Regions from separate parts of the Mus musculus genome. Here all the other regions are linked to region 1. A link is a contact called in public promoter capture Hi-C data. All regions are on one chromosome and are shown on one strand. Each heading gives the region's core, a stretch centred on a gene start, on an enhancer-like site or on the middle of the called end of the contact. The rest is flanking DNA. Distances are from core to core; before and after follow the strand shown. Region 1 holds the start of Rchy1 (ring finger and CHY zinc finger domain containing 1). Region 2 holds the start of Rassf6 (Ras association (RalGDS/AF-6) domain family member 6). Region 3 holds the start of Ccni (cyclin I). Region 4 holds the start of Cxcl5 (chemokine (C-X-C motif) ligand 5). Region 5 holds the start of Septin11 (septin 11).

Region 1 (5,516 bases), core at 1,939-4,438:
GAAGAGGAGTGAAAATCAGACAGGCCACTCCCTATCAGCTGAGAAAAAGATGGCAGGAGAGGACCTGACTAATCACACTCCACAGTTCCTGATGAAAATGCACTCTCAGATATAATAGGCCATGAGAGCCACCAAGGGCAAAGGAGCCAGTTCCCTGCATCGCCACTGACAGAGCAGAGCTGGGTCTGCTACTCAGCCCTTCCGTTTTCCTTTTCTAACCTCATCTCTCTCATTCTTTTTCTGTTCTTATCTTTTTTTTTTTTTTTTTTTGGTTTTTATTTTTGTGGCTTTTCTTGGTCCTGTTTGCAGTTTGCTCTTGAGTTTGTTTTGTTTTGAGACAGTGTTTCTCTGTGCAGCCCTGGCTATCCTGGATCTCAATCTGTAGACCAGGCTGGCCTCGAACTCACAAATCCGCCTGCCTCTGCCTCCCAAGTGCTGGGATTAAAGGTGTGCGCCACCACTGCCCGGCTTGAGCTCTTGAGTTCTTAATAACTACCAATCTGATAACTTCAGTTCAATCTGTTGTTTAGACACCAGCTCTTGAGTTAAAACAAATTTTCTACATCAGTTTACTTACCCAGACCGTGGTAATGTATATTTATGAGAGGCTATTGGCCAAATTCTCCTGCTATGCATCATAAAAGCTAAAGCTACAGTTTATGAAAACTCACAGGAGCTGGGTGGTGCACGCCTTTAATCCCAGCACTTGGGAGGCAGAGGCAGGCGGATTTCTGAGTTCGAGGCTACCCTGGTCTACAGAGTGAGTTCCAGGGCAGCCAGGAGGGCTATACAGAGAAACCCTGTCTTAAAAAACAAACAAACAAAACAAACAAACAAACCCCTCACAGAACATGCTTCAAATGAAGCAAGCAGCACACTTGAATGAACACGTGGGTGCTGAAGGGGCTTCAGAACTGTCACCGGGATGAGTGCTCACAGCTCTTAACAAACCTGTAAGTGATATGGACATTCAAAGATAGAAGGGATGGCTCCTGCCTTCAGCTTAGTGTTTAGAGTGCTTCTGTCAAAGTCTGTCTTCTTGAAGTGTCTTGAACACAGCACATCTCCTTTTTTTAGGCTTCCAAATGCTTGCAGTATTCACATCTAGTCTTTTCATGGCTAATACCCACTTTCTTTTGATGTTTTCATCTGTGGGGAATCTACAAAACAGTAAGAATATATTTTAAAGCTATATATGTGTGTGTATGTGTATATATATATATATATATATACATACATATATTAGGCTTTGTGATAACTACCTTTACCTGCTAAGACATTCTGTTGGCCTCATAGCTCAGTTTTAATATCTAGATTTTTCTGCCAATCATTCTTCATACATATGGCTTTTATTTAAATTTTTTTTTAATTATATGTAAGTACACTGTAGCTGTCTTCAGACACTCCAGAAGAGGGAGTCAGATCTCGTTACGGATGGTTGTGAACCACCATGTGGTTGCTGGGATTTGAACTCCGGACCTTTGGAAGAGCAGTCGGGTGCTCTTACCCACTGAGCCATCTCACCAGCCCTTAAATTTTTATAGTAGCATATGAATGTTTCAGTGGACATTTAGCCTGTAGCAAGATTTGCAATTAAAGGTTTTTCTTTCTCTACAGCGGTTGAAGAATACCTTTGGCCTTTCCCTTTCTGAGGTGATACCTAGAATTTGTCTTCAATGAATAGGAGGGCCTCTTATACTTCCTCCTTTCTGTCAAACCTGAAAATAACTTGTATAGCAACTCATACATAGCAGGTCTATAAATGCCTTATGAACTCATGCGGAGAACAGCTGGCACGTCTACGGTTCTGGAGCTACAATTACTTTGACATATACAGGAGGCAATAATCAGACTTCTCAACATTTCTAAGCTAGTTCAATATTGTTTTGGGACATGGTAGCACATAGGTTCTTTTTATTTCCCTGCCTAGTAAAGTAACTAGATCTTTCCCTAGTAATAACAGTGCTTCACAAAAGCTGCGAACATCCTAAGTATGCTTATTAAATCCTATTAGACCCTTCCTAGGGTGTCACAGGAATGGCTAAACACTAAATTAGAATCCTCAAACTCACACAGCTAAATAATCCTTGATCTGAACATGTAGTTTACAGTGAACCACTCCACCTCATCTATTTCTAAAAAGAAGGTATGGGTATTTGAACAGAGCCCTCAGTTAGATGATGATCGACATATGAACAGTAGAGACCGTAACACAGTTAGAATGCAAACATTAGCAAAGACGAGCCTGACAATTTGTGCGTGGGGGTATTTTATTTTTGGTGGGGGTGCTATCTGGTCTTTCATTCCTTGGCACTTGAAACTTGCACATTATAAAGGGACCATTGTCAGTTCAAATTTAACAAGGTTATTTTAAAAAGACTGGGAACAAAAGCTTGTAACTGCAGACTCTGGTAGAATCATTTTTAGTAAAAAGTTAAAAGTATCTGGCTTGAGTACAGCAAAGTCTTACACATGAAATGTCAGTCCTTTTAACTTGGAATTTGGTAAACAGCGAGAGGCACATCCAATGGCCGAGCAACCTTTCACCATGTTTTTAGCAACTCCTAACACAACTGGAAGAGAATTAAAACGAGTTAGTAACTCCAGGGCTAAGCTAAAGGCATCTCCTCCCGGACAATTGCCTCCCTTCTCCCAGATCCCAACACCTGAAGTTTTGCTGATAAAATGCTCTAAGTCTTGGTATTTTGTAAGAGTGGACATAAAGTTATGCACCTTGAGGTCTGAGATTCAAACTCTGCAGGCTTCTTTATTTCTCTCATGTTCTTACGGGCCAGATTTTTCTCTCCCACAGGTCTGGTACACACTAACTCCTGCTGGCGTACTGTTTGCCATTCAACTTTCAGCTCGAGCGTCTCCTTCCCCAGGGACACCACACAGGACTGTCCTTCCAGTGTGGAAGTTGTGACCTCATCTAATGCCGTGGCGTTCTCCCCCTCCCCATTTGTGAGTTCCACGGGGGCGTGGCGTGGCTACTTGTTTTTCACTTTGCGTTCTTAAGTCCTGGGTGGGTGACAGCACAATATTTTCTAAAGGGGGCGCAGGGAAAAAAGGAGACCGGGACAGCCGCCGGCACTCGGACCTGCGCGCGCAGCCGCCGAGCCCCGCCCCCTTTCGGAGCAGCCGCGGGAGGGGCCGCTCCTCACCGGCGCCGGCGGCTCGCAGCAGCGCCCGCCAGACGACGCAGCGGTCCCCTTCGCCCGCAATCAGGGCTGGCAGCGATGCCGGGGCGGGGAAAAAGAGCCAACCTAAGACTTACTACCATTAGCAGTGACGACAGCGACTAACGTGGACGACGGACTAAGCGTCTCACTTGGCTTCCACCCCTTACACCAGGGACCGGAAATCCGGATGCTGCAGATCACGTGATTGGACCCCCCCTTCCTGACTCTGGTGGCCGCTGCTCCGAGGAGGAGCGGGTGTCCGACCGACTCTGCTTCCTTAAGGCGTGGCTTCCAAGCTGGGGGAAAGGTTCAGTGGCTGGTGAGGGGGAGGTGGTGGAGGAGGAGGAGGAGGAGATGGCGGCGACGGCGCGGGAAGATGGCGTCCGCAACCTGGCGCAGGGGCCGCGGGGCTGCGAGCACTATGACAGAGCTTGTCTCCTCAAGGTGACGACTTTAGAGGGTACCTCCTCGATGAGCTGCGGTCGGGTCTGGCAAGGGCAGGTTGGGCAGAAGCTTCAGACCGAGCTGCTTGTCAGGATACCTGCCATCTGGAGTTGGGCTCTCCTTGCAGGAAACGTTTTGGCAAGGCGAGCAGGAGCTCTGTACTCGATCGCCGCTGCAAGCCAAGTTCTTGTTTGTAAAGACTTGGCCCTTGCTTAAATTCACCTCCCTTGTGGGTTTATCCGTCATTTGCGGTTGACAGTAGAATGAGGAAGTGAAAGGGCCTTGGCATTTCTGTCAAGTGCGTATGATGCAGTGATGAAAGCATAAGCAAGGGAAGAATCAGAATATAATTTCTGTACGTGTAGGAAGTTTATAGTATGGCTTGTCAGCTTCATTTTTTTGTCTAGGAATATGCCCAGACCTGTCCAGGAGAAAATGTCTGTGTGAAGTGAGAGTTGGGTGATTGCCATTAAGTTGGATATTGGAGGAGTGCCTAATACATATATGCTGTCATTTTTCCTGCTTGAGACGTTCTAGTCATCTAGAGTTTTTAAAAATGACTCTCACACAGTTAAGACTTACCTGATTTTTTTTTTTAAGAAGCAGTTTTAATATTTTGTTGAGAAAGCCTGAGATTTGAGCTGGGGTTATAACTCAGCCTTAGAATTGAGTTTATAATGCTGAAGGCCTTGGCTTCAGTCTTCAGAAGTCGCCTCCCACTGAGAAGAAACTTTGACTCTTGGAATCCTATAGCTTTCCCTTCATAGTTTAGATTGTCCTTAACTTGCTGTGTAATTTGGAGCAAGCTACTTTTTAAAGAGCTTGCATATAAAATATACAAGTTTGGAAGCTGGTCTTAGTGGTAAAGGCCTGTAGCTCCAGGAGATGCATACTTCCAGCTATTTGTGAAGCAGAGGCAGAAGGAATACCAGCCAGGAGATGCTAATGCAAATAAGAAAAAAAAAAAAAGGAGGTGGGGCTGGGGGTATATATAGGTCATTGCTAGAGTACTGGCCTCACCAGAGAGTCTCTAGGTTCAGCCTTCTCTGCCAACAGGGAAAGTCCCTCTTTTATAAACCATGTGATGATTGCATGCTAGAGTGCACATGTGGTGTTTTAAGAGGTGTGTCCCCAGAAATGACTAGGAGTATATATTAACTAGCACCCACAGTGGTCATCAACTCCTCCTTCGCCACCTTCACAATCAGCTCTGCTGGTCACTGACCTTATAAGTTAGGACTAAGTGATAGGCTTAGATCTGTAAGGCAACTTAAACCCTTTTCTGTAGGCCATGCCTGGTGAGCATTCATTGCATTGGATGAATTTTTTCAGACTGGTCAATTATCTAATGTTGTATAAAGAATTAAATATTCTTTTGGTTACATTTCTACTGAAATATTTTTACAGTTTCAAAGTGGTATGAAACTGAATTTAATACCTGGCCTTCCCCTTCCACCCCTGCAAAGAAATTGCACAACCAAATTTGTGTTTCACAACACTTAAAATCTTTTTCTCTGAGTGTCCAAGCATTGTTTTTCTGTTCCCTCTTCCTCTTTCTTAATAGGAGAGGCCAGCTGAGGTGTTTCAAGGAGTAAGTCATCTACTAGATCAAGTGTAGCTGTGCAAGCAAGATAAGGAGTGACAGCTGGCTTTTGCTTTGGCCAGGGGAAGGTCGCTGTTGATCTTGACAAGAAAAGTGCCAATGGAAGTATTCAGGGTAAAGCTTCCTTGGAGTGCTTACTGAAAATAGCATAGAGGATTTTTGGATTTTTATTGCCAAGGAGAGCAAAAATGTGGCTGTTTTGCTGAAAGCTGTGTTACAGCATGTTTCTGTACACTGGGAAATGATCCAACAGGGCATTTTGTAATGCAGCAAGAAAGGGGAGAACC
Region 2 (5,516 bases), core at 1,538-4,037, 1.3 Mb after region 1:
GAGAGCAGTGGAGATATTGTATCAGGTCTCACCAATTTGCTGGGTATGGGAGGAGAAAAAGAAGGACGGCACCAAGGGCTGACAGAGGCTGGGCCTGCTGAGCCCTGTTCTAGGCTTAGGGGATGAACTAGAGACATACAGGATTCCCGTCTTGATGTGGAGCCAATCAATACTTTGTATGATTTGATAAGTATGACTTATTTAAAAGTTGAGGAGCTTAGAAAAATGAAGTATGATTTAAATGTTATCTTTTTTTTCTTTTTTTTATTAGGTATTTTCCTCATTTACATTTCCAATGCTATCCCAAAAGTCCCCCATACCCACCCCCCCACTCCCCTACCCACCCACTCCCCCTTTTTGGCCCTGGCATTCCAATGTTATCTTTTTAATGTAAGATATCCAGATGGGTAGAATTTAATGAGTAAATAAATATCTGAAGAAAACCCTAGAAGAAAATGCATAAATGGATCATCAGAAAAGCTGTTTATGAAACTCAATTTCAAAATAACAAAGAAAATAGATTTGATTACTTTTTTGAAACTTTCTTATGTCAAGAATATCACAGACAAGACTAGGCTATAAATGAAAAGCCTGGGAAGTCAAGCCACGGCGTATCCAAGGTAGAGTTGTAAGTCTCCTCTGTAAAGACACATTTTAAAGAAGAGGAAGATGGGCAAAGAGAAAATTTCAAAAACAAAAAAAGCGAATATGCAAGGTTAATGTAAGAAAGACTTCGACTTTACTAGTAACTAATTCTGTACACATTTACAGCATTTATCAGCTGAGGATGGTATAAACCTGAATCCCAGCACTAAGGAAATGAACCAAAAGGTCGAGAGTTGGAGACTGGAATAGCTATCAAGTGAGCCCTGTCTCAAAAAATAAAATAAAATAAAATAAAATATGAATTCTAAACTTTCAAACTGGTAATAATTGGAAAGAAGTACAATAACTCATGAACACATATTACCCTAGGATTATGAAATCAATAAATTATTCTTTGGATTAGAAAACTTTTAGAATCTAGAGGCATGGCTAAGGACTTAGCACCTGCTGCTCTTGCAGAGAACCCAGGTTCGGTTCCCAGCACCCACATGGTGACTCGCTACTGTCTGTGACTCCATTGCTGGGGGATCCAATACCCTCTTCTAGCCCCAGCAGGCACAGAAAGCAGATGGTGTCCACACACACAGGCAAAACACCCATGCTCATAAGATAAAAGTAAAATAAATTTTAATATAATTTAAAGTATATACCCTTTTTCATCCTGTTACTTCACTTTGAAGGTTGTAAGGTCGTAACCACAGTTCAGAGCAATTACATGTAAAAATTCGCTGTAGTGTTGTTTAGAAATAAAACTCCCTCTCAATAAGGAACTGCTTAAATAAATAATGCTCTATGCATATGGCATATTACAGTGCCGCTAGTTAAAATACATTGTAAGAAAAAAATTAACCCACCCTGACATATGGTAAATTGTTCACAATATCTTTTATGAGATAAAGATAAGTTATAGAAGAGCAAACTATGCAGCCACCTTCAGATATGTTCCCAGAGTAAATATGTCAGCCATGACAGTCAGCCCGCTGCTTACAATAATTTTATTCCAGAGATAGATTTGTAAATATTTTTGTTTCATTTCTGTGTTTTTGAAATTTTTCACATTGTGCATGCTATATGGCTTTACAGTCTACAGAAAAACTATACATCTACACGAGGATAAAGTATTTAAAGGGAAGGCTGCAGATAAAGGCAGAAACCCAGTGTTGCCCAGACACTGAAAACAAACAGGAGATCCGTTTGAGCACGGGCGACTGGGTGCAGCCAGGATCTGAGCAAGACATTGTAGAAGCAGAGCTGTAAACACTGCAGGTCCTGTTCTTTATCATCCAAAGGTCAGTCCACGCCAGCAACCACACACCAGTATACTGTGAGCCAACGTGGCCAAGCTAGTACAAGTGATGGCCGATACCTCTTTTGACCAATGCCTGTTAAATCTCAAAGCCCCTCACCTTTTTCAATGGCCACAGGCTAACTCGACTGTCTGACCCTTTCTGCGTGAGTTTAGAATCCTATGGAAGGCACCGTATAGACACATCAAACAAGCACTGGGGCTCTAGCGTCATTGTCAGACCTTCAGTTCAGTCAGCATTCCACCTCAGAGAACACAAGTCAAGCCTGCCTCACCTTCTCTTAAAATAATAATACGGCTACCCAAGACCCAATTTAAGTCAGGTGGTCAGGCCAGGCACATGAGCCCTGATGTTGCAAGCTGCCTGGAAGGTTCTGGCACACCCTAAGGGTGTGAGGAAAAAAAAAAAAAGTCTTGGGTGCAAAGGTGCTGGCAGAAAGCCAAGACTAAGGAAAAGAAAATTAAGAAATCACAAGCTGAAAGACAACTTAACTTTTCAAAGACAAAACGCAGAGTCCTAGCTGGAGCCGTTTATCTGCAGCACAGTTGGCTAGCAAAGATCCTGCAGCCTGTCACTGACAAAGGTCCCCACCATCAGTCCACTACTGCAGAGAGCAGGGTACCTGCTGGCCGCAAGGACAGAGTAAACACTCCCAACATGCACTGAGGCACTGGGCGTGGCTCAGGTTGCTCACACCCCCTGCGATGGGCAACCTTGTAATAATTAACTGCCGCTGGGGCTGCGAAACTCTGCCTGGAGCAGCACTGTGGGGCCAGCCATGTGTCCTCCACCCTGACTGCCTGCCTCGGCTCGGAGCAGGTGAGTGATCAGGTGAGTGACAAGGACGCCTTGTCACCCGCAGGCAGCTCCGCCTTCCCACTACTGTAAGGGACAGCTCGCCACCTCAGGCTCCGCGCTGCTTGGTCACAAGAGTCTCCTTTGCCCGGCACAAAAGCAGGTGAACTTGGAGGTTGAAGCGAAGAGCCCCGCTCAGTCCACACACAGGCACACCAGGTAGGGGTGCGGGGAGCATTTGAGAGCGGTCTAGAGAAACTGAAATCCATAGTCAGGAAGCGTAAACCCGTGCGTGCATCAGCGCAACCTGAGCCCTAGTGTGAGTTGGCCTTAAATCAGAATTTTTTTTTCAGAATACTCTCCTGGAGAAGGTAAGCGCGTGAGGGGGTTAGGACACAGTAGTGGGGAGGGGCGTTTGGAGCAGCAAGACCACCCTGCCTTCCCCTTTCCCAAAGAGCCAGCTCGTTGACTTTTACCTTAGCTGCTTCTTGTGTTTCAAGTTTGTCATACATGACTACATCGTAAAGGAAAGACCCTTTAACTTGAGGGGTCAGTTAAATGTTCCTTTCTTCAAGGTAAATCAGCTTCACTGAGAAGGGATTGAGATATAATGAAGACCTCACCAAACAATGTTAGGATGACCGTAATCACAAGGGCATCTGTGAGTTAGCATCCAGATTCTGAAGCTGGAGAGTCATAGGATCAAGCCTTGTGTCTGCTACTTACTAGTTTGTCACTTTGAACGTTACTTCCCATATCTAAGCCTCATAAGTCTGGCATCTATAAAACAAACATGATACCATGTGTCTCAGGGCACTTTAGTGGGGATTAAACAGGTGGCAGTTCTTCCACAAACGGCATCGCATCGTATGTCACCGCCCACAAATCTACAGATCTGTAAAATGGGTGTGACGGGGAGGACAAACTGACCTGAGCTGGACAGACAACACCAGACCCTGAGGATGCTGGAAGAGGAACAGTGCTTGTGAGACTGACCTGGTGACCATGGGCGAGCAGCAGCAGCTCTGTAGTGGTAAAACTGCCTGGCTTCTCCTCACTTCCAAGTGTTTAGCCTACCTGAAGGCCAGTTTAAACTTAAATGTTATCCACTTTTATTTTGTGAAAGTGGTGTTTATTTCTGAGGAAATAAAAAGCATCTGTAGTGAGAAAATTACTATCTATTTTATGCTGTAAAGCCCTGGCCTTTATGCTTCACATGAAAGACTGCATTTGAATGACTTTCATCAAATTAGACTATCTGGGCTAAGCCCTTCTGTTGTAACACATATTGAATGGTTTACAGTCAAATGATGGTGACTTTCTTTATATGCTAACAGTCTGGTGCTCATGCTTTGTCGGGCTCTAACTCTTCAGCTTAAATGACAAGGAAGTGGCTTTTTATTATACGGTGTTGTGTAAAGGACACTTTTGTGACTCTTGCTATGAGTTTTATGAATGTTGCTAAATGGTTTACAATGCAAATCATCATTGTCTTAAATGTTCATTTTTCCACTATAGAATTTGAATTTCCTAATCCACATCTAATGAGATACTGACTGAAGAATTTTGGGTAGATTTCTAATGCCAAGTCAACTGACATTTGTTGTGCTATTGGCTTATAGGATCTAGCAATAACAGTGCAGTTTGGCTTATAAAATAATCTCATTTATTTAGACTACCTCAGAGTAATAACTAAACATTTTTCATCTATTATACTGAATATAAACTGTTGAATACAATTTAAAGTATTTGATTTTATATTCCCTAGTGATATATCAATATAAAAAACAGTGCCCCAAGTAAGATAAATCTGTTTGACTATATTTAATATTTTAATATTGAGATGAATCTCCTTAACCTCATAAAAAACTATCTTCCTAGTTAGCTTATATGCTATACGTATATGTTTATCTGTTGTTCCTAAAATATATAACCCTATATTGCAAATTATAGAATGTTCTAATCAACAACACAGAAAAATAACGAGGGTTGTATGAAATAATAAACTTTTCTAATTATATTTAAAATAGTGCAGATAACATAGCATTAAATGTTGTACACTTAATGTTGACTCCTATTTTAGTTTCCTGAAATGAGTAGCTTATAATTATAATTAAACTAGATGTTTTATGCTAAATCTCCAGTTACTTGTATAAATTCAGGGATTCTGGGGCTTCAGAAACACGGATTTAGGCTTCATGTAAAAAATTTAATTTTTTAAAAAATATTCAAGTCATCCATTCATCTGTTGAAGGACATCCATCAGCCGGTTGGCTTCCTTTCCCTGGCTAGAGTGAACACAGCTGAGCAAGTGTCTCTGGGATGGATGTGGAGTCCTTGGGCATAGGACAGGGACTAGTGGGGCTGGGTCAGGTAGTAATCTAACTTTCAGCTTCTTGAGAATTCTCCATGCCGGATTCCACAGTGGCGACATCGGTTTGCATCCTATCCAACAGTGAATGTGGGGGATCCCTGTCTCCCACATCTTTACCAGCATCTGTTGTCGGTTGTTTTCTTGATCTTGGCCATTTTGACTGGAATACAACACCACCTCTAAATAACTTTAATTTGCATCTCTCTAATTGCTACGAATGTTGAACCCTTTTGAAGATGTATTTTAGCCATTTGCATTTCTTCTTTTGAGAGCTCTCGCTGAGGACTTGTGTGGTTAGTTTTCCTCAACTTAACACAAACCTAGACATGTCTTGGAAGAGGAATTGAGGAATATCAGTTGAGGAATTGCCTTTATCAGATGGGCCTGTAGGCAAGAGTGGGGGCATTTTTTTGATTAATGATTGATGTGGAAAG
Region 3 (5,516 bases), core at 1,281-3,780, 1.2 Mb before region 1:
AGACACACCATCACAGAAGGCCTATTTCAGGGAATGTCCCAAATACACAGGTCTACGGAGGAAGGAACTCACATGGCTTTGGGCTGGGGTGGGCACAGCACTGGCAGGTGATTCGGGAAGGATGCTAGGTTTATTTTCAAGGTGATGAAAATGTTCTGAAATGGATTGTGATGATGAGTGCTCAGCGAGGTGAACCACATGCTTTAAATGGATAGTTTACGTGTCAATAAAGCTGCTACTGGGAAAAATGGGAAAAGAGTCATCTAGTATCTCCATGCGTAACCTCCTTTGAGGTTATTTCTGCATCCAGCAGGACTTACATTCTTATGGCTTTTGATGACTATTTTGCCAAGTTGTTTGATATAAGAGTTAAGCCAATGAAACATAACCAGGAGTATTTAAGAGCTCTCACTTAATTATAAACTTTTTTTTTGAAGTTCATGAATGCTAGTGGCCATTTAATCCACGGTAAGATATGGAGATATACACGTAACACCAGGCAGCTGAGAAACCACTTTCTGTTGCTTTATCTTTTACCTCTTATGAACAATGCTTCTGTGACCATCCACATAGAACTTCTTTTTAAGAATGCATATTTTATTTTTAATTATGTGTATATATGTGCATGGGAGCTATGCACCTGCGTACTGCAGGTCCCGATGGAGTTCAGAAGAGGGGATCAGATGACTAGGAGTGAATCACTGTGAGCCACTGTAACTTGGGTCTTGTACTTGCCCTTAACTAATGAATCATCTATCCAGCTCCCATATATATGAATTCACACACACACACACATACACACGGCCACTACTGCTGTGCTACACTCTTACCCAGTCTTCCTTGAAGAAATGAGAGGCAGAAACGATTCCACGGTGTCACAATAGTTGTGCCACGATAAGTTATGCAGAAAGGCCATACTCTTGAGACTTTTATCCAGGAAAAAAAAATGTTGGTCATATTAAAAAAAAAAAAAAGAACGTGTAACAATACAGAAAAAGACTAGATGGGGGTGGGAAATGCAGGCACACGTAGAACCTACTTAAAACCCTCCAGTGCTTCCTGAGCCCCGCTGTGCCCTATAGAATCCTCTCTGACCTCAGCTTTCTGCCCCTTGAGTCTCAGAGGCAATGTAAGCTTCAGTGCTTTCCATATGTTGCTTCCTGTGCCTATATTTTTCTTTGCCCAGTGGTTTCAAGACTCATCTTAAATGTCACTTCCTCAGAGAAACCTTTACTGAGAGCCCAGAGCAGGTTAAAGGCGTTTCCACACTGGTCTGAAATTTTCCATCTTAATCCTTCTGCTACTGACACTTGTTTATGAGGTCAGAAATCAAATACTGAGAGCCTTTCACATACAGAAATGCAGTATAAAACAAACTATACAAGATCCAGGCCATCCATGAGTTCATATGGGGAGGGGATGGCTATAGAGTAAAACAGTCTTTTGGGTAATTTCATACAGTGATCAATGGGTATCTCTGTGCCTGAGTTGCAAACTCCTTGAAGACAGGAGCCTTTTGTTTTCAAGCTAATTCCAGTTCTGTAAAAACCTGATCGGGTTTTTTTTTTGTTTTTGTTTTTGTTTTTTTCCAGTGATGTAAAATGAATGCTTGACTAGGTAAATGGTTAAGTTCCAGGTCTCCCCTTCTTCCCAAAGCTATCTGCATTCTTTTCATAAGTAGAACCATTGTAAGATTTGCAAAATTTACCAACTGGAGTAAAAAGTACTCAAGTAAATAAAACACATTTAGTTCACATTCGTTAAGGACCTAGTTAGTGATAAACAGGACCCTGAAATACTAGACATACTGGCTCATGACTAGAATTCCATTGGCGCACAGCCAAGCCGTCAGTAGTCTAATCCACTGTTTTTACAAGTAGCCTTAAGCACGCAGGATATGATCCCCTTAATTTTCTTAATTCTAAAGTGCTTCAGTCTCCCATCACCCACAGGATGGTTAAAAAGATGCATGTCCTTACTCACTAATAGGAACGGGACAACATAATTTTGCGTAAGGTCAACAAAGAATGTGATCTTTACACAAAAGATCTCCATCCACGTCTAATAAATTCGTTCAGGAGGGCTAAGGACAAGTTGGGCTGGGAAACACTGGGAGACTCTAGGTTGGGCGCAGGCGCTCACCCAGAAACCCTTCCCTGAGGCTAGGCTCCTTTCTTTCCAGAGGCGCATGCGCAGCACACTCTCCGGCCACTGCACGCCTCCTCGGCTAACAAGCCTCTTACGTCACCGAACAGGCGGCGGGGGTTCTTCCGCGCGCCCGAGGAAAAAGAGTCCGCGCACCTTTCCTTCTCTTTGTGCACACAAAATGCACTTTCCCTTTTCATCCCAGTCCCAGCGCCTTCCCCAGGTCGTCTCCGGAAGCTCGTCTTTGTTCAAACTCTCCTGTGCGTCCATAAGACACGGAAGTTCGTCTTTGTTCAAACTCTCCTATGCGTCCGTGGGACACCGGAGGTGGCCAGGAAGAGACGAGAACACTGGCGTTGTTTACAGACACGCGCGGCCGAAATCAGTCCGCGAGGGCGGGGCTAGGCGGCCGGCGCTTTTTCGTACGCTCCTCCCTCCCCAGCCTTCCCCCGCGAGCGGACGCGCCAGCGCCTCTGTCTCGCTTTTTCTTATTTTCTCCCCCTTTCCCCTTCCTTTTCTTTTCTTTTTTCCCCTTCCCCCCTTCCACCATTTCCCCTCGGAGGCGTTTCCCTCGGGCAGGGGCAGAGCCGGCCTCACCCCGCGCCTCTCCCCGGCCCCCGCCGCCCTATGGCGAGAGGGCGCCCCCTCCTCACCCGGGCACCAGCGGCGGCGGTCGGAGGAGCGGGACCGGCGGCGGCGGCCTCGGGCCCAGGGTCATCATGGAACTAGTTCGCTGAGTGACCCCTCGGCCGCAGCCGTGCGTCCCGCCCGAGTACCCGCGCCCGCCGGCCCGGTTTGCCCTCTTCTCCCTCCTCAGACGGCCCGGCCCTGGTCCCGCGCGCCCCGCTGCCGCGCGCCGAGGATCATGAGGTGGTAACGGGCCCCCGGATGACCCCGCGTCACCACTGTGAGGCCTACAGCTCTGCCGGGGAGGAGGAGGAGGAGGAAGAGGAGGAGAAGAAGAAGGTGAGGGCGGGGGCGCGGCGCGGTCGCCGTGCGCGCCGCTGGAGTGGGAGCTCGCGGGGGCGCGCGCCGCTCCCCCGAGGACCGGTCCCCTCGGCGAACCTTTCCTGGGCACCTCGGGGACCCCCTCGCCGTCTCTGGCAGCGCTGCGTGGGTTTCCTTTGAGCCCGGCCTTTTTTTCTTTTTTTTTTTTTTTTTTGGTCCCCAAGTAACTTGTAGCCACAGCCCGTCACCGACTGGGGTGCCAGTTCCAGGCTCCGCGAGCCAGTGCTAATAAAGAAGGTGACACACCCCCACCCACAGAAGCCACCGATCCCTCGTGACCACCGAACATAATTTACCGGGCAGAGTATTGTGAATGTCAAGCCAATAGTTATCTTCCTCTGCCCTACCCCCCCCCCCCCCCGCCACCCACACACCGCGCGCGGGAGTGTAACGTCGTCTAGGGCTTGGGCCGGTGGAGGAAACTAGAGAGGTGAGGGAACTGAGTTGCATCATAAAGGACAGAAAAATGCCGAATTTTGCAAGAGCTAAATGCTCTCTGCAGAGTTAGCCTGCTCCACCGCAGGTCATTTAGGCAGAAGTTGAACATTGTGTAGTAAATTCGTGGAAAGTGTGAGGTAAATAGATCAACGAGGTAAATGGATCAACTGAAGGTCTTAGAATAGCAAAGTAAAATACTTACGTTTCACTTTGTCAGTGAAGAGCCATTGAGTGTTTGAACAGCAGCCTGGTAAACCTAGAAACTTTCTGGACAGCTAGGGATGGAGACATACACACACATACATATATGTATGTACCCTGTCTTAAAAGGGGTTAAAAAAAGGGTTAGGTTAAAAGCCAAGAGTATTTGTTTATTCTGGTCAAGTAATTCTTAAAAATTAAGAGTATTCAACCTACCTGTGTGTTTGTTCATCTTTTAAATGGATTTAGTAATTCCACCATCATAGGGTTAAACAAGGATTACTTAGAGTAATATGAACAATAGCTAGCCAAGTAGTAGCAAAGCATTGAGGGCTATTGATAAGCACCTGACAAGGGTAAGCTGTGATTTGGGGGGCAGGGAGGTACAGTGCTAAAGTTTGGAAACTGTTAGTGGTAAAGATACTCATGATTAGTTGAGAAAGCAGGTCTAGCAATGGTCATGACAGTAATTACATACAAAGGCAGGATTATGTCCAAGTATGGATACAGAAAGGCAGGGTAGTGTGTTTCTGCACAATTCTAGACGGTGATGTGGGATCGCCTATGACCCGGTATTGCTGGTTCATAAAGTCAAGGAGGGAATAGTAGCTACAAAAACCTTAAAGGCTCACATTGATCTTCTCTGTTCAGAAAAGGAAGGAAGGACCAGAAGTCAACAGTCAGTACAGGATTATTAATAGAGTTGGCATTGTGATCACCATAATAGGATAATTATGTATTGATGAAGCTTGCTATTAATGTGGTTGTTTACCGGCATTGTGTTCCACTCTTAAGATCAGGGGGTCCTGGATGTATGTTGGTAGTACAGTTTGATGTAAGGTAAGCATTATGCTAGCTTGTTAATGCAAAATCTAAGCCTTTTAATAAGCATGAACAGTATAGAAGTATTTGAGACAATGGGAGGAATATGTAAAGCTATTTTAAATGTTAAGGAAAATTTAAAGTTTAACAGTTCATTTAGAATATGCCAAGCAAAAATCAAATTGAGCACCCTAAATTTGTGGAAAGTAATTTCATAAGTTCACAAGTGAAAAATTATTTTTAAATTATAGAAAATTATCTGGCATATATATAGGTATATATGGATTTCATATTTATATTGGATTCCCTTCTAATTATGTATATGTAAATATTCTAAAACCACACATACAATATATGAAAAAATTGGACACATTATATAAGGGATGCCCAACCTCTATAGCCCTTTTGTTTTTAGAGACTAAAAAGATAATTCACATTTGTGCATGTAACTAATAGTGGGTAAAGATGAACAAGAAACAATAAAATTCTATCATTAAAATAAGAGTTGTCCTGAGAGGCTGAGGTGGGGCATTCAGGGCTGGCCTGGGCTACATAACAGGAAAGTTCTCATGACACTTTTAAGGGTTTATGTTAGCAAAATTCCTTATTCATTTAGCTTAAATCTCTTATATGTTAGAGGATAGACCTGTAAGTTTTCTGTAAAAGGAGCAAAAACTGAATTCCCTGCTACCTGTGAGCAGCTGTCTTAAAGGAGTGTAAAAATGTTTCTCCTACAATATTGACAAATAATTTACAACTTAATTCTATGCATATTTAAGTTTTTGCCCATTTTATAGTCTTGTGAATGTGGTGTATACTCCTGGACTCTGTACCCTATGGATAGGAGTGTTTCCATTCAGAATCACAGCACAGTTAAATTTAGTAAATGTAGTTCTGAGGCC
Region 4 (5,516 bases), core at 836-3,335, 1.2 Mb after region 1:
ACTTTTAAATGTTTTTTATGAAAACTAGGTAAGGAATTTCCTTGCTTCTTACCTTCTTCACCTATCTAAAATATATACTATCTAAAATATATAGTTAGTGGCCCAAATAGTAATACTAATAAACTAGTTAATAATTAATAAATAGTATACAGTTTGTTGAGTAAGTCATGACATTATGCCATACTACGAAGACATCAAATGTCTAAAATTATAAGATGAGAACACATTGATCCTTCTAGAACTTACACATTTAGAAATTCTAAATAAGGAACTGTGTTCTACATAGGTTTCTGCATGACACAGCAGCTTTCTAAAACCATAAAAGTTATATGCCAGCCCAGGCTCAGACGTAAGAACACTCTTAACACACCCAAGAAACAACAGTAAAAGAGGTCCCCATTTTATGAGAGAGAGTATGACAGCATTGCCTTCTCATGAACATTACAAAGGATATATATATATATATACACACACATATACATATACATATACATCATATACATATACATATACATATACATATACATATACATATACATATACATATACATATACATATACATATACATATACATATACATATTCCGGAGACAATGCAATAGTCACCTTCAGTTCAAGACATTTTGAAAGGTTAACAACCAATGATTCTTGACTTACACACTAAAGTATCACAATTTCCGATAGTGTGACAGATAGGAAAGAATAGGAAATATTTTTGCTAAATACACTTGTGAGATGAGCAGGAAGCTTCAGGGACAATGGTTTCCCTTTTCTCATCAAAGCAGGGAGTTCATAAAGAAAATCCGTGGGTGGAGAGAATCAGCCCTTTCTTCTTATCTTCACTGGGGTCAGAGTCCTCAGAAATCTTTCTATTGAACACTGGCCGTTCTTTCCACTGCGAGTGCATTCCGCTTAGCTTTCTTTTTGTCACTGTTGAGAAAAGACTTATATCAGTAACTAAAATTCTTCAGTTTATCCTAACACACACACACACACACACACACACAGAGAGAGAGAGAGAGAGAGAGAGAGAGAGAGAGAGAGAGAGAGAGAGAGAGAGAGACAGAGAGACAGAGAGAGAGAGAGACAGAGAGAGACAGAGAGAGAGAGAGAGACAGAGAGAGAGACAGAGAGAGAGACAGAGAGAGAGAGAGAGAGACAGAGAGAGAGAGAGAGAGAGATGAGTTTTGGGTTATTGCAACATCCCAGAATAACAACTTTCCCTTCTGAATCCTTTTATTCTAAGCTCAGTTTCGAATGTGGGATGGGAGCCTCAACTCATACAGGGAGAATAAGGACCTTGCCCGCTGCAGAGACTAAGATAGCAAGTACCTGCCCAATATTTTCTGAATGATTTTCTTTATCACAGGAGCTTCTGGATCCAGACAGACCTCCTTCTGGTTTTTCAGTTTAGCTCTGCGGAGGAGGAAAAAAAGAGGATGCACAGGTGAGCCCGGGTGACTGAAGAATCCGGGATAAGGGATGTGGGTAGGGCAGGGGGTGTCCTGGACTTCCATCTCCCAAGATCACCTGCACCCAGAACACAGTCAGAACTCACATGACTTCCACCGTAGGGCACTGTGGACCTGCAGGGATCACCTCCAAATTAGCGATCAATTTGGGATTAATTTTTGGAGTTACGGTTAAGCAAACACAACGCAGCTCCGTTGCGGCTATGACTGAGGAAGGGGCAGCTGTGGAAGAGACAAGATTATAGGAGGATGCTGGAAGAGCCCCTTTCCCCGCTCCTGGGACCCGCTGACTGCGATGGCCCGCCCGGATGGGTCAGGCACCCTGCGCCACGCAGGTGCTGCGCCCTCACCTTCAGCTAGATGCTGCGGCAGCGTGAACAGCAACAGAAATGCCAGCGGCGCCATCCGCATGAATGGCGAGATGGAACCGCTGGGGATGCGGGCGGAGCTGCGGAGCTGGAGGCTCATTGTGGACAAGATCCCGGACCAGGGAGCACCAGCTCGGGATATGCTGGAGGAGGTGTGGAGATTGGGGCTCTACAGAGCACTATGGTGTTCTCAAACCCACTGCACCCCTTTTATCTGTTCTCTCTCTTCCTTCAGGCAGGAAACTGGAGCTTGAAGATGCTGGGGAAATTCCCTGGACTTGGAGTTAGGAGGTGGGGGGCTCAGAGGGGCTGGGCAATGGGATTGGGGCGGGAGGATGGCTAGGAGGAGTGGCTCTTTGCCAAATCGGAGGAGAATGCTTGTAGTCCTGCCCCGGGAACAGAAGGCTGCTGCTCTGGGTCAGACTCCTTTAGAGGACCTTTCCCTCTCCTAGGTCAGGGCTAGTTAAGGCAGGACAGAGCTCTGAGGATGCCCTTCTTTTCCTTGTAGGAAGACTGGAGCCAAAGGAAGGAGTTTTGACTTTAGAAAACCTTCCACAGGTCTTTAACTGTTATTACTACAAACACTATTGCTGACACCTGGGAGATGGCTCAACCTTTAAGAGAACTGGTTGCTGTGGCAGAGGTCCAGGGTTTGGCTCCCCACCCACCCACCCATGCAGGACCACATTGCCACATTGCTGCTCACAAGCTTCTCTAGCCCCAGGTCTAGGGAACCCCACGTCCGTCGTCTTTTGGCTTCCTTGGGGCAGATGCATCTACTTGGTACACAGACAGATAAGCAGACATACACATGCTCATAAACAAAAATACATTTGAAATGTGTGTTTTTAAAACGAAGACTGTTTTTATTCAGGAAATGTAATCCCGGACTTGAAAAGATAAATAAATAGAAAGAAAGAAAGAAAGAAAGAAAGAAAGAAAGAAAGAAAGAAAGAAAGAAAGAAAGAAAGAAACCTTGCCCTCTCCTTGTGTGTGGATTACTTATTGATTCTTTGGGATTCTGCCAGCTTTGAAAGCCAAGAAACTATGAAAGTGTTTTGACTTCCACTTAAACCAGCTGCATGAATGGCCTTCAAAATAAAAGCTGCTTACTGGAAGCCCTGCTATTGTAATTGTTTGGCTTAATGAACAACTTCACAGATGACTCAGCAAATTGCTTTGGGAGGAAGATAAAATCTTTGCACCCTTTGCCATTCAGTTAGGAGCAGTCTGTCCTGTGCTTGGAGCCGGAGGCAACACCAGGGGCTTCTTGCTGTGCTTTCTAATGTGGCTCCCCTGCCAGATAGGGATTTGACAGTGGGTAGAAGCTAAAGGAGGTTGGTGCAGCTGAGGGACTCATCCGTGGGACTTATCTGCGAGTTTGGTGCAAGGGTTTGATTCAGTTTGCCAGCAAGATAGCATCCGTTCTGACTCCCTCCAAGCAACTTCTTGGAGTTCAGAGGAGGGATGCTTTCCCCAGGGGCTTGGCGGGGGTTGGGGGTGGGGACCCTGGAGGGGCCACCTGGTGATGAAAGATGAGATGACTTCCTGTAACTAAAGGCCTTCATACCAAGGCAGTCGGTTATAACATTAAGTGGTGCCCTGGCTTTCTTTATAGAGATTTAACAGATCTCCTCTCTGGATGGTTCTCAAAACCTCTGGCCATGTAGTAGGCCGGCAGAGGAAGTCTGTAAACATGACAGCCTTACACATATAGTCCTGGAAAGAAACTGTTTTTTCTTGTCCCCTGTAACCATGGGAACCGCCATCCACCCCACTCGTCTGTTTTCGGAATAAGAACACCTCCATTGCTGAGCAGGAAATGGTGGTAGACTTTCGAACTTACATTCTGGAAGGAAACTTAGTCTAGTTGAAGGAAGTTGGGAGGTTTGGTGATCGCATTGTGAGAAGCTAATGGGAAGTTGTGAGTCCACCATCAGCATCACACTTGACTCAACAAATGCAATCCTTCATCCTTCTGGGGAGTGGTAATCTGTAACAAGCAGCAGGTAGAACACACACACACACGCACGCACGCACGCACGCACGCACGCACGCACGCATGCATGCACGCATCCCAGGTTAGTTCCAAATGGGGTATTTTAAATATAACAGCATACAAATTAGTTTTGGCAAGAAGCAACAAGACTGGGTAGAGGCTACCAAATGAGAGCATCAGCTCCCCCTAACACTATTTCAGGTATGCATCTCTCATGGGGGTTGTTCCCTGTATCCATTTGTCATGCATTACGTACAGAACAGAGAAAGCGAAAGAAAAGGCGTCTGCGGCTGGCACTCTGGTAATAGAAAGCCCACTCTATAAGTAAACTGTTGTGTTGCCACACCTAATCAGGAAGCAGTATGCAACCTAAGCTGGCCTTGCATTGAAATTGTTCTGGTCCACTGGAATGCCTGGCTCCTATGTTGGCATCTTTGACATTGACTTATGTAAGGACCGGTAAGGATGCAGGTGGTAAAAGAATTTTTGAGTTTGAGAATGATGGTATTAACACTCAGTGGGTACAAAGTATTTAAAATAATTACTTTTATGTTGCCAGTTTAAAGTGAAGTCAGTTGTCTTAACCCCACTGCATCCAAGTAGTAGAAGAAAGTTTTTTTTGACTATTCCCAACAATAATAAAGCAATTAATAAACCTACTGTCAGCCTTATAGCCCTAAATGTTTTCTATTATAATATTTTAATTTAATGCCACAGTTATTTAATATGAATGAAAACACTTGAAATGGATTGCAGCATCAAACCACATTCATTCCTCACGCTGATTCTTTGAAACAAATGAGAGAAACTTTCTTCACTCTTAATTAGTTACAGAAATCAAGGCCAGTAAAAAAAAAATCAAATGCAGAATTGGGAGTTGAGCGGCTTAGCCAATCTGTTACCAGAATGCTTTAATAGTTTCCAGGTTCCAAACTACATTTTTTAAAAATAGTTGTTGGCACTCATTCCCCAGGGCTCTCCATAGTCTGGCTAACCACTGCCTTGCACTGCCGAATGGCACATTTCAAACCGTTGGATTCCTCAGTCTGTCTATTGTGTGTTGTTGAAGGGCTCAATAATATCAAGGTCCTGAAGACTTCAGAGTAACCTCAAACATTCCCCCCTTTAAAGTCAACCAAAAACACTTTGTTGACAAAGCCATCTGAACATCTATCTCCCTTTCATCTGTGGTCTTTGAGCATCTGCTATTCTGACTACAACTGCTTTGTGAAACAGTTTATAAGGCCCCATTAACGCAGCCTCTGCCTTCCCGGAGTCCGCTGTGTATTCTACAATCGAGATTAAGGCTTTGCATTCCTCTAATAACCTGTTGTGTTTCAAGTTCATTACTGACTGGTCTTTGAGGATCTGATGTGGAACGAGGGTCGAGTTTTCCTTTATAGTGTTCTGAACTCTCACAGTAGACCTAAAAATTAGAGAGAAAAGGACAGGTCAGCCGTGTGTCCTTAATCCGTCCCTCTACTTTTAGAACTCTGCTACTTTTGTTTGGCTTACTGTCGTGTTGGCAATTATTTATTTCTTATTCTCAAAGGAAATTCAAATGATAATTTTCACTCTTTATATTCTGCACTATTCAGCCCTGACTGCTGAGAAGCCAGGAAAAAAAAAACAAACTTGATATTAAAGAAACAAAAGTTATATTGACCATGTTACCTA
Region 5 (5,516 bases), core at 1,620-4,119, 1.1 Mb before region 1:
ACACAAGCCCTGGATTCAATTCACAACATGGTATAAAACCACCACAAAAACCCAGACATTTATATACAAGTACCTCTGTTTGTTAAATCTGACTTTTTACTCACAGCAAATGTCACCCTACAATGTCTAAAACTGAGAGCACCTTCCTCGGATTACATTCTTTTTCTCTGGATGGGAGCAGTGGTTTGTACAGACAGAAGAAAGATTTATGTCTTCCTCAACAACTCTGTTTTTTGGTTTTTTTGGTTTTTTCTTTTTTTCTTTTTCTTTTTTTTTTTTTTTTATATGACTTCTAAAGAACTAAAGGGAACTCCATTCATGAATAAGTCCACTTCATAGTACCTCTTTCTTTTTCCCCATCCCCTTTCGGTCTTTTGTCCAAACCACAGAGCAGATAGAAGGATTGGAGAGGTAGAAAAATGTCAACATTACAGAGGCAGCACAGCCATCTAGGAGCTGGGCTTGGGGACTCTTCTGCATTCACGGGAGTTGTTCTGAGCACACCAATTCCATATTCCAGAGAACAAACTGAAACAGTCTGACCACGCTCTGCAGTCTCCCCAAAGTCTTATCCGACTTCAGAGTCCATTCCTGACCACTCCTACGACTGGGGAACCAGTGTCTTATGTTCAGGTTTTAAGTAATTCCATCTTAATTGCAGTGACGACAGAGAATTTGCATAAAGAAGGGATCTTCTCTGTATCCACATGCCTTCAGAACCTCCCCTCCCCTACTATCTGAACGAAAGGTCCTGCACAAGGAAGGACTCTGTGGTTGTAAGCTCACATATGGCGGGCAGACACGGAGTTGGATATAATTACAGCCACACAGCTAAATCTCAAACTCACATATTGTTCCTATTTAATTGACATAGATGAACTTACTAATTTATTGGAAATGTGCAGCAAATTATTCCGACCACCTCCCCCAGCCCTCAAGAATGCACTGGCGATAGGTGTTACTGGGGGGGGGGGGGGGGGACCACCCCCTACACAGGATAAGTGGGTTCCCAGACACTTGCAGAGGCTTCTAAAACATACATTGTTATTTTAGTTCTTTGAATCTGTGCCCTGAAAAATAAGGCCAAGAGTTAACCTTGATTTCCTTACCATAGTAATAAAGAGGTCAGCCCAGAGACTAAGCAAATCCCCTCAGTAAGGACAGCCTCGCACCAATCAACAAGGGCATAATTTGTGTTTTGAAGAGGAAGCCAAAATTCTTAAGAATGTGTCATTTAACAGAGTTTGAAAGGTCTAAAAAGACCCACACAAACACTTAATGATGACCAGGGAACATTTTCTGATTGTGGGGGGGAAAAGTCTTTCAAAGAACCTCAAACTGCAGCAAAACCATCAAATTGAGGTAATGTTGCAGTGACCCCATGAACTTCCTGCTGGGCTAAGACTCCTCAGGGGGTGCAGAAGGGTGTGTGTGTGTGTGTGTAGAGATGTAAGTGGGGAGAGCCAAGAGACTCAGCATCTGGGGTTTGGCAGCTTTCAACATCTAAGACTTTTCTCTGTATCTGCAAAATGTCAGGCCACCACCTGAAGCTAGCTGCAAAGTTCGAAAGGGAAAATTTAAAAAAAAAAGATGGGGTACTAGCCAGGGAAGGACTCCCCCGGAGTCGCCCCCAGGGCAGACCAGGCAAAAGTGGGCAATGAACGTTGACAAAGAAAACCCGAGAGAAGAGGACTCCGCCTTTCCCACTGGGCTTGGCTCCTTTCAATAAAAAGGAAAGGCGGCCACTGCCGCCACCGCCCCTTCCCTCCTTTTCACCCTAGGCTAGAGAGCAGACCCTAAACTACATCCTCAAAGTCCTACTCGCTCTAGCTGGCTGCCGGAGTTGGAAACCCAGAGCCTACACTCCCAGAGGCACAGCCCGTGGCGCGTACCCCAGCCCAGAGCATCCCCTCTCTGACTTCGGGTGCTGGGACACTTCTCCAGGCACGCACCCTCCCTTCCTCTTCCCGGAGCCCCGTATTCACTACTGCCGCCCCCGGCCTGCCAGCCGCAGAGTATTTCAGGACTTCCACCCACCCCGAAAGGGAGCCCTTTGAAAACTTTGTGTGTGTGTGTGTGTGTGTGTGCCTAGGGCTTTGTCCACATCCTGGGCAGGGCCCGGGTCACCCGGGTGGGCGCCTGAGGGTGTCCGGAATTTCACAATGCACCCGGGGGGGGGGGGAGTAAACCACCACGGAAATCCCACCCCTTTGACCCGCTTCTACGGCCGTGTGACACAGCGCTTCAGCACCCAATTCTCATGCCCGGATCGCCCCCAGGGCGCGAGAGAACCGCGAGGAAACCCTCCTCAGTCAGCGCCTTCCTCCTCTGTCACCAGCTAAGCCTTGTGCGCCGTGAGAGAGAGGTAGCTGGGGAAAGCAGCAGCTCAAGCAATCTCTTCTAAGGGCGCCTCACAGAAGGGTCCTTTTCTTCCCACATCCCCGAAACAGGGGCGCGCCAAAGCGATCTAATGTTGCATCAGGTAGGCTCTGAGCCTGCGGGCTCCCCAAGCTCCCCTCCGCCCCAGACGCGCGCCCAAATTCATGCACACACCCACAGCCCCCAACAGCCACCACCCAGAGCCCCCCTCCTGATCCCCGCAAGTCTCCACCCGCACGCGCCCCGAAGCGGAGACCACCCGGCGCCCCGGGATCAGCACGCTAGAGAAGTGAGGCCCCAGTACTCACACTCGGTCTCCCCACCGCCACGGCCATCGCGACTGTGGCTCTGGCTGCTCTTTACCGACACTGGCTGCTGCTGGTGCTCCGGCTCCCGCTGGCCTCCCCCGCGCCTCCCTCGCGGCTGCGCCCTGCTCGCGCCCGGCTCCCGCGCGCCTCCAGCCGCATCTGCTCGCCCGCGCCGCCCCGCCCGCTTTATTCCAGCAACATGGCCTCCCGCCTGGACTCGACCATTAGCTGCCCCGGGACGGGGGTGCAGAGAGATCCCCAGCCCCAGCCGAGCAGACGAACGCAGCAGGTGAACCGTGATCCTGGTCAGCTGATAAGATGATACGCTTTGAAGTCAGCCACCTTCCTTCCTGTGGCTTTCTTCCGTCCCATTAAAGCGTCCTGTGCCGGGACACTGCCCGACACTCCCCCTGTTGCAACACGTGCTGGGGTCCGCGTAAAAGCCTAGGCGCGGAGGTCCCAACCCCGAGCTGCCACGCGCTGCGCGGAGCCGGCACCTGGGGCTGCTATGGGGTGGGGCAGGGAGGCTAGGGGACCGCAGGGTGCAGAGGTTGTACCTCTGGAAAATTGACCTGGTGACACGCCCCACCCGGAGGAGCCCTCTTAGAAGGTGCGGTGGGTAACTTACTAGGGCCGAGCGCGCCCCACGAGGAAAGAATTGCCGGTCTGCTGGGCCTTCCATCAGAAAGGAGACTAAACCAGCTGCTGGAAGCCGTCGCTGTGGTGTGCGGCCGGGCTGGGGACCGCTTTTCCAGAAAAAGAGGACCTAGTCGTGAACGACCCAACCACCGCTGCTGGGGACAGGGAAATTAATTAATTAATTAAAAAAACTTGAGTGCTCGCTGGAAAAATTAAGCCGTTTGTGAGCTTGCTCCAGAGCTTTTCCCACCGTGTCACACTGGAGAGGTTACTGGTGCGAAGAGGTCAGTGGACGTGATATTGGATCCCGGAGACAGACCGGATGACCCAGGGCCCGGAGGCGTGCAAGCTCAATCCTGGCTGCGGGGTGTGGTGCACAGCGAAGGCGAGAAGCGGGTGACAAGTGGGTGCGACTCACAGCACAGGGAACTGGGAGGGCTCCTCCACCACTAAGAAGGACTTCCCCCCACCCCCACCCCCAGCAGATGTTGGAATAATTACAGTGTCTGAGTGGCAGGCGAAATGGCGGGGTCCTTGTACATACATCTGACATAGGCTTAACAGGGAGAAGTGTAATGCGCTGTGGGTGTCCACGCATGGTAGACCCACGATCACGTGAGGATAGCTACTCACGTGAGTTGAGGAAAGTAGGTGACTTGAAGCGCAGGGGAAGAGGCAAGGGAAGGGCTGTATTTAGCCCACATGAACGCGCCCACGGGGCAGGGGCGTGGGGGGAGAACTAGGGCGGGCATCTGAGAGTCATACCTGAGACTTCAAACATCCAAGTTTCTGGGAACCCACTTTTGGCTACGGGATTCAGATGCTCTCTGTCCAGTCTTTGGCTGAGGGTAAGTGACTAGCACTGGTTCACCAGTAGCTGATCTGATGCTGGGCTGCTCTGGTAGGTGAGTGAGGAGCTAGAAGCTGCCTAGAGTGAATTCCACCCTTGGCGGTGGAACCTAGGGAAGAGTGTGTTGAAAGAGGAAGGCTCTGATGTAAAGCCAGATTCTGGCTCACTCAGACCTGAACAGCACTAACTTGTTCTGATTACTCCCTGTTCTATAGAGAAGATGTCTTTTGAGAATAGGGACCTCATTTACACCGTTACACAGTGTCGAGTTTGTAAGATGTCACTCGAGTGCTCCGCAAGAGCTCTCAAAAACAAGAATTACCTTTCCTCTGTGACTCTAATGCAGTGCTTTCTTGTTCTTCGGTTGGGGGTGGGGGGTGGGGGTGCGAATAATTTCTTATTCAAACTTAAACCTTTTAAGATTAAAAGGAGAGGCCCGGTGCTATATATAACCTCAGATGACAACAGGCAGGAACTGTGACTTACTTTCACCCCAGCCATTGTTGCAGATGAACCAGGCCGTTAAGAGGTTGTCATAGTAATATTCATCTCTCAATAGACTATGAACTCAAGAGTTCTTGCCTTTTGGCTTCTAGCACACACCGTACATGTTGAACAGGACTGTCCTCCAAGCCAAACAACTGTCATCTTGGTGCAAATGAACATCCCAGCTGTGGCTACTGACTGTTTATCTCACTCAGAGAGGGGAGTGAGGCTCAGGAGCCCCACACTGGGTATCCAGTCACTTACTACCACGCTTTCTATGTGCATCTGCCTTCCTTGCATGTGGCCTCCAGGAAAGGCTAGAGTGTATATAGGCTGAGAAGCTAGGAGAGTGGGGATCCATCTGTGTGACTAGTGGAAAGCCTTCATCCCTGCTGGGTCATGTTAGTTTTCAGTGTGGCCTCTAAGAAAAGAGCACTTACCCTTCACTAAGTAACCCCTCACCTGTGATCCAAGGAAGTCCAATGAACTCACTGCTTTCCAGAGTGAACTTCGGTTGCGTGGTGCCTCGGTTTGTCTGTGGACCTTAGGAGGAAGGGTAGATGCTGCTAATGCCTCCCCTAGGGAGGAATTTGAGCAACATTTGCAATATTCAATAAAGTTGAATGATCAATACATGTTTACATATTCTATAAATGTTGAGTGGAGATGGAACTTGGGACTAAGGCTATGGATAATCAATTATTTCCATAGACAGAATTTAGTACTTGATCCTAAGGGCAGTGACAAGCCCAAGGGGTTAGTAAGCCTAGAAGTGATTTCAATTTTTCATTTCAGAAAAGATATATGATGAATGTTTAACATTGTTCCTCGTGTAAGATCAGTGCCCCTTCTTA

The links. Promoter capture Hi-C pulls out the DNA fragments that hold promoters and counts their contacts. Capture Hi-C pulls out chosen DNA fragments and counts their contacts.
Region 2: a promoter capture Hi-C map of liver shows a contact between it and region 1, with 6 times the contacts expected there. The contact joins the promoter of Rassf6 here to the promoter of Rchy1 in region 1. A contact is called at or near these places in 3 of 39 promoter capture datasets (the C10 cell line, hippocampal neurons and liver) and 1 of 115 datasets of contacts at active chromatin or transcription factors (pancreatic cancer cells).
Region 3: a promoter capture Hi-C map of liver shows a contact between it and region 1, with 3 times the contacts expected there. The contact joins the promoter of Ccni here to the promoter of Rchy1 in region 1. A contact is called at or near these places in 6 of 39 promoter capture datasets (the 3T3-L1 cell line, the C10 cell line, erythroid cells and 3 more), 2 of 484 Hi-C or Micro-C datasets (CD4 T cells and regulatory T cells) and 2 of 9 other capture datasets (adipose tissue and liver).
Region 4: a promoter capture Hi-C map of liver shows a contact between it and region 1, with 6 times the contacts expected there. The contact joins the promoter of Cxcl5 here to the promoter of Rchy1 in region 1. A contact is called at or near these places in 4 of 39 promoter capture datasets (the 3T3-L1 cell line, hippocampal neurons and liver) and 2 of 115 datasets of contacts at active chromatin or transcription factors (large pre-B cells and pancreatic cancer cells).
Region 5: a promoter capture Hi-C map of adipose tissue shows a contact between it and region 1, with 2.6 times the contacts expected there. The contact joins the promoter of Septin11 here to the promoter of Rchy1 in region 1. A contact is called at or near these places in 2 of 484 Hi-C or Micro-C datasets (B cells and CD4 T cells) and 1 of 9 other capture datasets (adipose tissue).

The regions. Positions count from the first base shown.
Region 1 is chr5:91,960,740-91,966,255 of GRCm38.p6, reverse strand. It overlaps Rchy1 (ring finger and CHY zinc finger domain containing 1), which reads left to right and starts at 3,188. Exons shown (of 9, transcript NM_026557.4): 1 at 3,188-3,626. The coding sequence starts at 3,537. It also overlaps the pseudogene Thap6.
Region 2 is chr5:90,637,798-90,643,313 of GRCm38.p6, reverse strand. Rassf6 (Ras association (RalGDS/AF-6) domain family member 6) reads left to right here and starts at 2,787. Exons shown (of 11, transcript NM_028478.3): 1 at 2,787-2,927.
Region 3 is chr5:93,203,509-93,209,024 of GRCm38.p6, reverse strand. It overlaps Ccni (cyclin I), which reads left to right and starts at 2,530. Exons shown (of 7, transcript NM_017367.3): 1 at 2,530-3,111. 2010109A12Rik (RIKEN cDNA 2010109A12 gene) reads right to left here and starts at 2,507. Exons shown (of 3, transcript NM_029363.1): 1 at 2,302-2,507; 2 at 831-926. The coding sequence starts at 2,345.
Region 4 is chr5:90,755,867-90,761,382 of GRCm38.p6, reverse strand. Cxcl5 (chemokine (C-X-C motif) ligand 5) reads right to left here and starts at 2,085. Exons shown (of 4, transcript NM_009141.3): 1 at 1,823-2,085; 2 at 1,559-1,694; 3 at 1,333-1,416; 4 at 1-930. The coding sequence starts at 1,940. The coding sequence ends at 870.
Region 5 is chr5:93,090,769-93,096,284 of GRCm38.p6, reverse strand. It overlaps Septin11 (septin 11), which reads right to left and starts at 2,869. Exons shown (of 10, transcript NM_001009818.2): 1 at 2,688-2,869. The coding sequence starts at 2,714.